Regions from separate parts of the Sus scrofa genome. Here regions 2 and 3 are each linked to region 1. A link is a contact called in public Hi-C and HiChIP or PLAC-seq data. All regions are on one chromosome and are shown on one strand. The core of a region is the stretch at or near the end of the contact, and the rest is flanking DNA. Distances in the headings are between cores, read along the strand shown. Region 1 holds the start of NDUFAF8 (NADH dehydrogenase [ubiquinone] 1 alpha subcomplex assembly factor 8). Region 2 holds the start of FAAP100 (Fanconi anemia core complex-associated protein 100). Region 3 has its middle 21 kb from the start of ACTG1.

The links. A called contact is a pair of places that touch in the nucleus more often than the background predicts. HiChIP or PLAC-seq counts read pairs in DNA pulled down with a chosen protein or histone mark.
Region 2: a contact with region 1 is called in an H3K27ac HiChIP or PLAC-seq map of skeletal muscle. The contact joins the promoter of FAAP100 here to the promoter of NDUFAF8 in region 1. A contact is called at or near these places in 1 of 47 Hi-C or Micro-C datasets (skeletal muscle) and 1 of 2 datasets of contacts at active chromatin or transcription factors (skeletal muscle).
Region 3: a Hi-C map of undifferentiated spermatogonia shows a contact between it and region 1, with 2.1 times the contacts expected there. The contact joins the enhancer-like site here to the promoter of NDUFAF8 in region 1. A contact is called at or near these places in 1 of 5 promoter capture datasets (liver), 24 of 47 Hi-C or Micro-C datasets (adipose tissue, alveolar macrophages, blood and 13 more) and 1 of 2 datasets of contacts at active chromatin or transcription factors (skeletal muscle).

The regions. Positions count from the first base shown.
Region 1 is chr12:1,517,314-1,521,070 of Sscrofa11.1, reverse strand. NDUFAF8 (NADH dehydrogenase [ubiquinone] 1 alpha subcomplex assembly factor 8) reads left to right here and starts at 1,593. Exons shown (of 3, transcript XM_021066478.1): 1 at 1,593-1,751; 2 at 1,894-3,359; 3 at 3,558-3,757. The coding sequence starts at 1,668. The coding sequence ends at 2,493. It overlaps TEPSIN (TEPSIN, adaptor related protein complex 4 accessory protein), which reads right to left and starts at 1,311. Exons shown (of 14, transcript NM_001244108.1): 1 at 1,253-1,311. The coding sequence starts at 1,300.
Region 2 is chr12:1,286,393-1,290,149 of Sscrofa11.1, reverse strand. FAAP100 (Fanconi anemia core complex-associated protein 100) reads right to left here and starts at 1,779. Exons shown (of 11, transcript XM_021066475.1): 1 at 1,495-1,779; 2 at 1,194-1,312; 3 at 1-592. The coding sequence starts at 1,659.
Region 3 is chr12:1,339,795-1,343,551 of Sscrofa11.1, reverse strand. No RefSeq gene overlaps it. Among named protein-coding and RNA genes, the nearest start is that of ACTG1, 21 kb to the right of the region's middle. Within about 2 kb of position 1,996, at least 49 of the 83 cell types and tissues checked have an H3K27ac peak or open chromatin away from gene starts, as enhancers often do. A contact at or near this core is called in adipose tissue, embryonic fibroblasts, fetal liver and 3 more, where this site is marked.

The DNA of each region.
Region 1 (3,757 bases), core at 344-2,843:
CTACAACTGTGAACCAAGGGCCTCCTACGACTCCAGGGTGTCTTTCTCAAGGACCTCAAGGCCATTCCTTGAAATGTAACTACCAGAAAATCCCAGTCCCTACAGGACCTAACCTCTAGGACCACCAGCTATCAGACGCGGACGCGGCAACCCATGGACACTGCCCAGCTCCTCGCGATTTCTGACTCGAGCCGCAGCCTTCTGTCCTGAAAATGCCCAGTCCTCGGTGGCTCTAAGGGCTCCCCGCCTCCCCCGTCAGTGACGCAGGCGTCTGACACACCTAAGGGACACACTATGTTCCTTATGTTTCGTTTAGAAACAGCTTAGCAATAAGCAGTTTAAAACCGAAGAGCTTGGAGGCTTTCCTTGTGCGTCTCCCTGGCTTGACTGCACCCTAAACACAATCACCTGTGAACTAAAGATGAGGCGCCCTGAGCACAACCGCCCGGGGATTAAAGATTAGCACCTGCTGTTCTTCAGGAACTTTCCCAATTCGTTCTAACCGCTCATCAGGATACCCCTTTCTCAAGTATTGTTATTCCAGGAAAAGTCAAGATTCATAACCCGGAAAACCACTGAGCTCTCCGGCACCAGCTTAGGTGACTAAGAATCGCTGAAAGAAAGAAGAATGCGTGTTTGCCCCAACCCTGATTCTTATCTGAAACCCTGTTTTTCTCCTTTTAGACCATAAAACTCCCTGCAACTCTTCCCCAAGAAACGGCCCAGTCTTTAGGGCGTTAGCCTGCTGTCACCTCCTTGGCCTGGCAGAGCAATAAAAGCTATTTTTTTCTCCTTCACCCCTATCTGACGCCCGCCACTGAGTGAAACGGTCGTCCTGCTTTCCAGGCTAGTGTCTGGCCCTGTAATTGATCTTCGACAGAGCTCAGGGGTCACTGCGTCTTTTTCTCGAAAGCTCTCAAGTTGGGTAAGAAAGCACTAACTTGGGGCCCCTGGCTCTCTTCCCCAATTTGGACTCGGGTCAAGGCGTCTCACTGTCCCCAGGACCTGACACAGGGCTGGCTGACCTGCCTCCTCCACGCACGTGCGGCGGGGTCCCGCAGCCTCGGAGGGGTCCAGGGTAGGAGGGAGAGGAGGGGAGCCGGGGGTGTCGGAGGCGGGGCTGGGGGGAAGAGGCGAGAGGAGAGGTGGGGGGGCCGCAGAGCTGTGACCCCGCGGGGGCCGAGCGGGGCCACGGAGGCGGCCAACTCGGCCGGGAGGCTGCGCGCGGCGGGGCCGGGCCGCCCGCACTCACCCGGTGCAGGAAGCTCAGCCGGTCCCGCAGCTGCGGCGTGGCCGCCATGGATGCCGGTCACCTTCCGGCCCCGCCCAGCTTCCGCCAAGCCCTGACCCCGTCCAGTCACTCAGCGGGCCTGGCCCCGCTGGCCAATCGTTCGCGTGGGGCGGGCCCTGAGGCCGTCCTCGGTAAACAATTTGCACCTGAACCAATCCAAAGTCTAAGGTCAAAGACGGACGAAACCACGAGCCAATTACAGGGCTCTGCTCCCAGAGCGTAGTTCCGGAGGCGAGGCAGAGGCGTGGCTGAAGCCTGGCCAATTACAAAGCGCAGAACAGGTTGTGGGCGGAAGCGTCGACCAATCAAGCTGTTGGGTGCGGGAAGAGGCCGGACCTAAGATGGCGGCGCCCACGGGTGCCAGGAAGAGCCGCTCATGTCGGGTAGCGGAGCGGTGTGGGGTCGAGTGCGAAGCCGCCTCCGCGCCTTCCCCGAGCGCCTGGCGGCCTGTGGGACTGAGGTGCGGAGCCGTCAGCGAGGCGGGAGGGCTGTACGGGGCGGGGCGGGGCGGGCGGTTACCGGGGAGCGGCGGGGGGGTCTACTGGCTGACCGGCGGGCGCAAGGGCCGCCGCGATCCTCGCCCGTCCCCGTCCTGTCCCCAGGCCGCGGCCTACGGCAGGTGCGTGCAGGCATCCACCGCCCCGGGCGGCCGCCTGACCAAGGACCTTTGCGCGCAAGAGTTCGAAGCCCTGCGGCGCTGCTTCGCCGCCGCGGTAAGTGGGCGCCGGCCCCGCCGGGGCGGGGGGCACCCTGGTTTCGGTGTTGGGCGCCGGCAGGTGCTGCGCACACGGCACACCCGCCCACCAGCCAGCGCGACCCCCGCCCGGCCGTGTCCATCGCGGGGAGGGGAACGGCACCCTCACCGTGTTACTGCGGTGCCTTGGAACCCTACCTGGGCCTGTCGCCGAGGCGGGGTAACGCCAAAAGGGACCCCACGTGTGTGCTGCGCGTGGGCGGTTACAGCCAGGCCCCTGGTCTCCCCCTGCTCGACTGCGCGTTTCTCAGAGGGTGAAGGGACAACCAGCAGGGCCGCAGCGGCTGCGAAGTCCTCCACCAGCCGCGCTGACGGGTGCCAAGGGCGCAGAAGCGGCTGCGCTGACGCGGTCTGTTGGTTCCCTGGCTCTGGGTTCAGATCTGCCTCCAACCACTCAGGAGCGGGTGTCTTCTGTTTCCGAGCTGTGGCATTTTCTGATCCTCACTGATCGAACCCTGTGCTGGAGAAATCCTTACGCACTATGCCCACGTAAAGAACTATGGTGTCCAGTTTGTGTTTTCAAGAAAGACGAGGAAGAAGTAGAATTGGAGGCAACTCTCTGGGCAACTGAGATGGGCGCTCCAGACATCTCAAGGGCAGGCAGCGGAGACTGCACTGAGGCTTCCACACGGGGGTTTGAGCTGGTGCCGAGGTGTCAGGTCTCCGGGGTCTGGGGTGGGCTGTGATGCCAAGGATCAGCTCTGTTCACCAGACGCAGATCCTGAGAACCGGACCCCAGAGGGGGCAGGATGATTCCAGGAATCTGAGGCCATTTTCTGACGTTCCGGGATGGCTCTCCCTCCTTTTCTGGGCCCTCAGACCCTCCTCGCACTCCCCTTGCCATGACCGTGGCTGGGACGCGCAGTCTCAGCCTTGTCACCAACCTCTGATCCGACGCGGACATGTCCTTGGGACTTGCTTCCTGCCTCCTGGCAGATCCCCCGGGAGGGGACAGGCCTCGGTCCCACGGTCACCGGTTGCGAGGTGAAGACCCGCGCTCCCGGCACCAGGCTCTGCTCTGGCACCTGTGGGCGCGTGGTCACCTGCACAGGTGTCTGGTCGTCTGAGACTCTTTATGCTCCTTTGCCTCCATCGTGCTGTCCTGTCCCCAAAAGGCTGGCCCTTGTGCCTTTTTCCGCTGATGGGGACCTAACTGCAGGCCCTGGGCCCTGGGAACTCAGGACGGGAACGAGGACTTTCTTACCTGAGGACATGAGGGGATGACCCCATCTGCCGTCCGCTCCGAGGAGGCGCCGGGAGCCCCGCCCCTGTCCCTGGGAGAGCTGGCTCTGGGGAAGGGGCTCCTGCCACCTGGTGAGGACGACACGCGGCTCAGTGGCCCTGCAGTGTCTGGCACAGGTGGGCGTGGCTGGGAGGTCTCTGTTCAGTGGCCCCGAGCAGGTGAGCTCTGTGGCCTGTGGGGACCAGGCTCTTTGAAGTTATTTGCCAGAAGGTGGTGGTTTTCTGAGTTTGGAGCCACAGCCCATTCACACAAAATACTTTTTCTTCCAGGCCAAGAAGACCTGACAGGAGGCCAGTAGGAGGGGTCCACAGGCTCCACCGCATGCCCCCCCGCCCAGTGATGGCCCCCAAGGGCAAACGTCTAAAGCCTCAAAGGCAGAAAGGACGGGAAACGCATTAGGGAAGGGTCGGCAGCCTCGCGCATGTAAGGATCTGGGGTAGTGACGGCGAAGCCACAATAAAGACCAGTT
Region 2 (3,757 bases), core at 530-3,029, 230 kb after region 1:
CACGGCCCCGATGAAGATGACGGGCTCCTCCAGGTGATGGAGGATCTTGACAAGCGCCTTCGGGTCACCAGGGGCTGACCTGGAGGTGACCAGGGTCTTCAGGACCACACAGCAGAGCTGGCCATCAGGGAGGCCACAGAGGATCACCGGCGACTCCAGGAGGGAGGCGTCGGCTCCAAAGAGTAAGCCAAAGAGGGCCTCCTCCAGCGTGACACCCCCGGAGCCCTGCACGTGGCCGTGAGGGACCCCGGGGCCTGGCGGTGATGCACAGCACAGCACCGGGAGGAAGCAGGGGGCTGCGGGCTCCCCCAGGCTCCCAGATGGGGGGGTGCAGGTGGACAACTCCACCTCACCAATCTGGCCTCCGGGCCGGGGGTCCTGCCCCGGACAGGGACGCTCAAACAGCTGCAACTTCCACTGGGCGGGGCCCTGCGCCAGGGCGACGAGCACGTTGTCCAGCACGGTGAAGGCACACAGCGTGGCATCAGGGAGGACACAGGCGCCTGGGTCCACAGGGATCACAGGGGCAGGGGGCTCGCCGGCCTCACCGTCCTGGTTGTCCCTGTCATTCCTGCCATCCTGGCTCACAGACCTTCGAGAACACAGGGAACTGCTGGTCACAAGCTCCCTGCGTGGCAACCTGCCCAGGACACGACAGGTCTGGGGTCTGCACAGGGAGGGATCCCACCTGCTCCATGGACTGCCCAGCTCCCAGACAGTCACCTGGGGGCACATGCCCAACAGGTTGTACCAAGGCTTCCAGAAACGGGGTTTGGACAGGAAATTCTCCTCGCAACAGAACTGTCGGCCCCCCACGCCCCACCCCGGGCCTCCACTGTGACTCACACCTGCTACCTTTCTATTTGCTAAACCAGTCGTGAGCAGGGGCCGGCATCTAGGCTCTGCACTGCTACCTGGGGTGGGGGCCTGGCTCCTCTGGCCACTGACTCCAGGTACACAGAGACCCGCCTCAAAGGTGTGACATGGCAGCCCCGCCAAGGCCAAAGGGGCAGCACCCTGCTCCGGGGGGCAGACTCGGCTGCCTGAACCCCCTGTCCCACCAGAGGCAGTGTCTGAGGACGGCAGGGAAACACCGGTCAGGGAGAGCGCGAAGCCCACCTGAGACCATATCGACCTCGACCGCGGCGAGGCCAGTGAGGGCCCGCCCAGAGCAGCGGCGCCTGCAACCTCACCTGCTGGCCTGGTCCAAAGACAAGCAGTAGATACCGCTCCGGGCGCACAGAACGTAGAGCGCCCTGCCAAGGGCCAGGAGCTCCAGGTGCCACACCCGGCCGGGAAACTTGTACACAGCCTGGGCGCCCGGGGAGAAGGCAGCGTCGGGCGGGGCGCCGAGGCAGCGGACGAACTGCTCCGCGGCGCCGGCCCCCCCGTGCCGAGCCCCGCCGCGGGGACCCCGCCCCCTCCCTTCCGCGGCCCGGGACCCGCCCCGCCCCGCCCCGCCCCGCCCTCCTCCCGGCCCCGCCCGGCCCTCACGGTCAGCAGCCGCCCGTCGCGGTCGTAGACGTAGACCAGTTCGCTCCCGGTGGACAGGAAGATCTCCGCCCCGTGGCACAGCACGCGGGGCTTGCCCGCAGCCAGGCCCCCTAGCGGGCAGCAGAAGCCCGCCAGGTATTCGACCCGCGGCGCGAGGCCGGCCATGGCGGGAGTCGCCGGGAGGCCCGGCCGCAGAGGGAGCTCGGCCTCGCGGCGCCCGTGCCGGAGGCGGGGCGCTTTACGGCCGCTCCGGTCTCAGCGCGGCCTCCGCCGTAAAGCGGCGCGGCGGGGGCGGGGGCGGGGGCGGGGGGCGCGGCGGGGGCGGGGCCGGGGGCGGGGCCGGGCGGAGAGCTGGGCCCTCGGCCGGAGTCCCGCGCAGCGGGCTGAGGGCCAGACCGCTGGCGTAAAGCTCGTGGACTCAGGGCGGTTTGGCGAAGGTCCAGAGCGTTTAAAGCCAAACGCGGGAAGCCCAAGGCCCTGACCCTGTCGCTCGTCCGTTCTCCCCCGGGCCTCCCCTGGAAACCCACGACGTCGCGCTTCCCCCGTGCTTCCGAGGGCCGCGCCGGCTCCCCCACGGCGGGGGCCATCAGAACGCGTCTCCTCCGAGCGGGCAGTCCGCTCCTAAAGCCACTTTCTAGGGTTTCGACGGGCGGTTGGATCTGTGAAGCCCAGCAGGGGGTCGGACAGCTTCACGTCTTGCCACGCCCGCGGCGCTGGGGCTCCGGCTCTGAGCGGCTGAGCCACCTTACTCCTGCCACATCCCCAGGGCACTGCTGCGTCTGAGCGCGACCACGGATAGAAGTATCCCTCTCTTGATGCTGTCTATGGATGCGTTGGTTTGGCCAGTGGGGACAAAGAGTAAGCCAGAGTTGTTGTGGGTTGAGGGCAGAGGACCGTAAAGAAAATGCCTGACCACATCTCAGGAAGAGGGGCAGCTCATCAGCAATCAGCCTGGGGGTCGGGGTGAAGGCAGAGCCCAACACCTCTCCTTCCCAACCCTGACTTCCAAGGCTTCGGTGAGAGGTGCTGACCAGAGGGCCCAAGAGCTCTCTGGATGAGACTCAGAGGCCCAGAGCAACCCTGAGAAGTGCCTGCAGTCAATCACAGCCTCCTTCTAGAAGCCACTGGGAAAGTCTCCAAGGCCAGACATCCATGAGTGAGAGAGGCATCTGCAGTGTGTGGCCAGACAGGGCAAGCTGAGGGGGTCCAGCTGCCAAATGTTTTCTTAGCTTGAGTTAAGCTGACCTCACCAAGGCAAAAACCTGCAAAACACAAAGAACCAGTAGCAAAAGTTCTAATCCCACAGTGTTCCTGGGTTGGACACAGCACGAGTGGGGCATTTGCAGTCTGTCCTTCACCTTTTCTGACACCTATTCCTACCTGGCCTTTGAAATTAGAAATGAGTCCCCCACCCCCACACCCCAGAGTGCACAAGTGTTCTCAGATGGTCTTTTTTTTTTTTTTTTTTTTTTTTAATGGCTGTACCTGTGGCATTTGGAAGTTCCCAGGCGAGGGGTGGATGGAAGCTGCAGGTGGGGCCTATGCCACAGCTATGTCAACACCGAATTCAAGCTGCATCTGTGACCCACACAGCTACGTGCAACAATGCTGGAAGCTTAACCTACTGAAGGAGGCCAGGGATTGAACCTGCATCCTCAGAGACATCAGGCCCTTAACCCACTGAGCCACAGGGGGAACTCCCCAGCCAGTCTTCTGACCACCAGTCCCTGTGGGCCACAGACTCAACATCAAAGGAACTATGCCAGAAATGTCCGAAAAAGAGGGCCACGTGGCTCTGGGAGGAAGTGGGCTAAGCTCGCCGGACCTACATCCCAGGTTTAGCCCTGACGAGCCAGGCACTGCTCAGTGGGTCATTCCTGTTCCGCTTCCTCCCGCTCAAGGGGACTATGAGGCTCCCAGCCCCAAGCCAGGCAGGCCCCACACTCTGTGATAGATTTATGGCCATCAGCAGTCTGAAGAGCGAGGGGGCCTTGAATACCAGCCCCCAGGGTTGCAGACATGAGCAAAGGGCTTAGACAGTTCTGGGGTGATGGGGAGGGGTCTCTCGGGAGGGTGTGCACCGGTGTGTGGCAGGAGGCCTGAGACACGGCAGCACAGTTTCTACGCTGCATATGGAGGCTGTGTGTCACGGTCCCAAGAACAAACCACCACCAGGCAGCGGCAGGGGGTGGGAGGGGGCCAGGCCACAGCACACGCAGGGAAGCTACAGGCTGTGCCAGCCTGCCTCACAGGCAGCACAGTG
Region 3 (3,757 bases), core at 747-3,246, 180 kb after region 1:
ACCTGACATAGTATCCATGAGGATACAGGTTCAATCCTTGCCCAACCTTGCTCAGTGGGTTAAGGATCCAGCATTACTGTGAGCTGTGGTGTAGGTCACAGATGTGGTTCGGATCTGGCGTGGCTGTGGCTGTGGCTGTGGTGTAGCCTGGTGGCTGCAGCTCCGATTCAACCCCTAGCTTGGGAACTTCCATTTGTCACAGGTGTGGCTGTGGAAAAAAGCCAAAACCCAAAAAAGGCGTGGGCCCTTCGTCCTGCAGTGTGGGCGGAGCACCCTCTGACGCAGGCACCGTGAAGAGACAACGGCGAAAGGCCAGTCCCTGCCCCGGGGACGTATGGTCCCAACTGTGCCCATGACAGCTAGGAGCATCTAGGAGGCCATGTGGACGGACACATGTGCTCTCTGTCCACTGCTCTGCCTCCTGTTTGACTCATCACTGTACACCGTCCTTCTGGAGAGCTGGAATGGGTTCGCACTGGGAGGGAGAGGCTTGGCCAAGCCCCACCCCACCCATTTCAAACGTACCTCTGGGAGGTCCCACCGTGGTGCAGCAGAAATGAATCTGACGGGTAACCCTGAGGTGGCGGGTTTGAATCCCTGGCCTCACTCGGTGGGTTAAGGGTCCGGCGTTGCATGAACTGTGGTGTAGGTCGCAGACGCGGCTCGGATCCTGCGTTGCTGCAGCTGTGGTGGAGGCCGGCAGCTGTAGCTCCATTTTGACTCCTAGGCTGGGAGCCTCCCTGTGCTGGGAGTGCGGCCCTAAAGCAGGGGGGTGGGGGTGGGGGGCGAGGGGGAGGTACCTCTGCAAGGACACACCTGGGTTTCACTCACACCGTATGTCACTGCCTACAAAATAAAACAAAACAGCAGTGTTCCTAAGATGCTTCTAGTCACACTTCAGAACAGGTGCTGGACATGTCCCCATTTCCCGCCCCAGCTGTCCTGCCCTGTGGCCGGAGGTGGACCCTGGGGCACAGGGTCGCTAGGGATTCAGCCAGGAAGGAGCTGCAGCTGTGAGGAGCAGGCAGGAGGAACGTGAGGCCAGCACATGTACAACCAGGACCCTCCCTGCCAGGTTGGCCACGACCCTCCTTCCAAGGTCGGACCTTCTGCTGGATGGGCCTCTCCCATGGCCCTTCAAGTCAACGGGATAGCAGCTCCCCGTTATTGCCGGCCCTGGCCTGCATGATCTCCTCTTCAATTCGTTCATTTTCCATTTATTCAACTCTTTTCAAATCCTCTGTCTGAGGTGCCATAAAAGTGTAAGACCACATCAATTGCCCGTATCAAAGAACATTCTTGTATGTTCCACTTGGAGTAGCTTGGAGGGGAGACCAGTGGAAACTAGGGGAAGGCTTGCCTCCAGGCCTTCCTGGGGCCACCGCTGTTTGTGGCCTCAGGATAATAGCAGGTGCTGTCAATAACCGACTCAATCAGTGAATGGATTGATCCCTGCTGGCCCCTCCACCACCCAACAGCAGATTGCCCCTTCCTTGACGATTTTCCTCAGTCTCCTTGGTCAAGCCCTCAGGTCCCTCCTTCCCTGAGCCCAGCCTTCTGGGGGTACAGTGGCGGGGGGTGGGGAGAAGCCCAAGCCCAAGCCGTGGTTGGACCCGCGGTCCAGCAGCGGGATCAAGAAAACCCCAGGGGCTCCACCCTCACAGGCTCTGTGGCTTTGAGGCTGTCACTTCACTCCACGTGTGCAACGGGAGCAGCCACGACCCCCCCCGCCATCCGCGGCCCCGCACGACAGAGGGCCGAGAAGATGGCACAGCGCTTTGCGCTCCAAGGGCACTCGGGGACCCTCGGGGACGGCTCGGAGTCCTCGGGGCGAGCGTCCCGGGAGTGGCGCGGGGCCGCGGGGCCGCGGGGCCGCGGGTCGCTGTCCTGCCTCCGCGGCGCCCCGGGCTTTGGGCGCCCCGCCCGCCTAGGACTGAGAACCGCCGCGCGCGCCTCCCCACGTGGGGCCGTACGGGCTCGCAGCCCGGGCACCCGATTGGCCACCAAGCAGCCAATCAGAGGGTGTCGTCGGCAGCCACCTCGCCAATTGGCTGCGGAGAGCCAGTCAGCGAGGGGCGGGGCCTTCTTTTGTTCTCTCCTCCGCGGCCCCGCCGGCCCCGCCTCCCGGGCCCCGCCTCGGGGTCCCCTGCGGCCCCGGCGCCTCAGCTGTGGGCACCCCCCCACCCCAAAGCCCCGGTCGGGGCCGCCGGGAGGCTGCCAGTTGCGGTCGAGGCCCCTCCGAGCTGGCCGCTCCTGGGGCCAGCCCCGCTCTCGCCCCCTCCTCACCCACCCGACTGGCATGGGAGAAAGAACCAGCTGCCTGAAACACAGCCTGCGCAGGGGCTGACCTTGGACAAGCCCTTTCAGCTACGTCCCTCGGTGCCTTGCCCTTGCTTTCTCCCTGTCTCCCAGGACTTGGGGACAAGAAGAGCCCATAAAAAATGAGCTGGGGCTCTTTCTGCAACGTGCCCAGGCAGTGACAGAAAGTCTCCGATTTTTCCTGCGGGGGAGCGTGGAGCACGTGGGAGATGGCCTTAGAGGGGAGACTAAGTGTCTGGACATTGCTAACCTGAGCCCTCATTTAGAGCGACAGTCCTTTCCTGATCCGAGGGGCTGGATGGGGGAAGGGACAGAAGCCCGGGCCTCAGCCGGGCCAGCTGTACAAACTCTCCCCAAATCATCCTCCCTCTTCCACCACTTCACAGGGGCCCCCCTCGGGGGTGGAAAGTGGTGGCCCTAGGAGCCAGGGCCCTTGCCGGGAGAAAGAGCACTGGGCTGGGCTAGGGGGTCAGGCGTTCAGTCTGGTCTCTTTTCCTCAAAGTCACCACCTTCCTCCAGAAACTATCTGGAGGCATCGCCCAGTGCCTTGGTGGCCACACACATCCTGGGAGGCAGCCAGGCTGCAGTGCTGTCCAGGCTGTGGACACAGGGCTCCCGATCTCCAGACTGGGGCCTGAGGTCCTCTCCAGGCTCGGATCCCCTCTCTGGGAGTCTAGAGGTTCAGCTCCGTTCGTCCCATGATACAGCAGCTAAAGAGACCACTGAGGTGGGACAGGGCCCCTGCCAGGCAGGTCAGGGCCCACCGTTTCCTCAGCGCCCTTTGCAACCCCCATTGACTGGTTTTTTTTTTTTGTCTTTTGTCTTTTTTTTTATTGCCTTTTCTAGGGCCACTCCCGAGGCATATGGAGGTTCCCAGGCTGGGGGTCCAATTGGAGCTGTAGCAGCAGGCCTACACCAGAGCCACAGCAACACGGGATCCAAGCCGTGTCTGCAACCTCTACCACAGCTCACGGCAACGCCGGATCCTTAACCCCCTGAGCAAGGGCAGGGATCAAACCTACATCCTCATGGTTCCTAGTCAGATTCGTTAACCACTGCGCCACGACGGGAACTCCAACTCCCGTTGACTTTGAAGAGCCCCTAAGCCAGTATTGGTGGCGAAGATGGAGCCCTGACAGCGGCTCAGGGACAGTTTGACCAAAATGTGGTCACCCACCTGGAAAGAACTGAGAGTCTGTAAAAAATGTAATTCCCCAAGAAAGACAGATTTGAACCTGATTGGTGTCCAGAACGCTTCTTCATGTCACGGGTGGAGCACGCCCTCACTCGGTGTGACTCCTTGGCTCTGGGGTGCTGGGCCACCCACTCCAGCTCCCAGCAAGCAGCATCAGGGTCAGAGGCCTCCCCCGCAGCCTGGCTGTAGTGGCCCCTGGAAGGACTCCCAGCCTCAGGGCCTTGGCAGGTGTCTGCTGGCTCC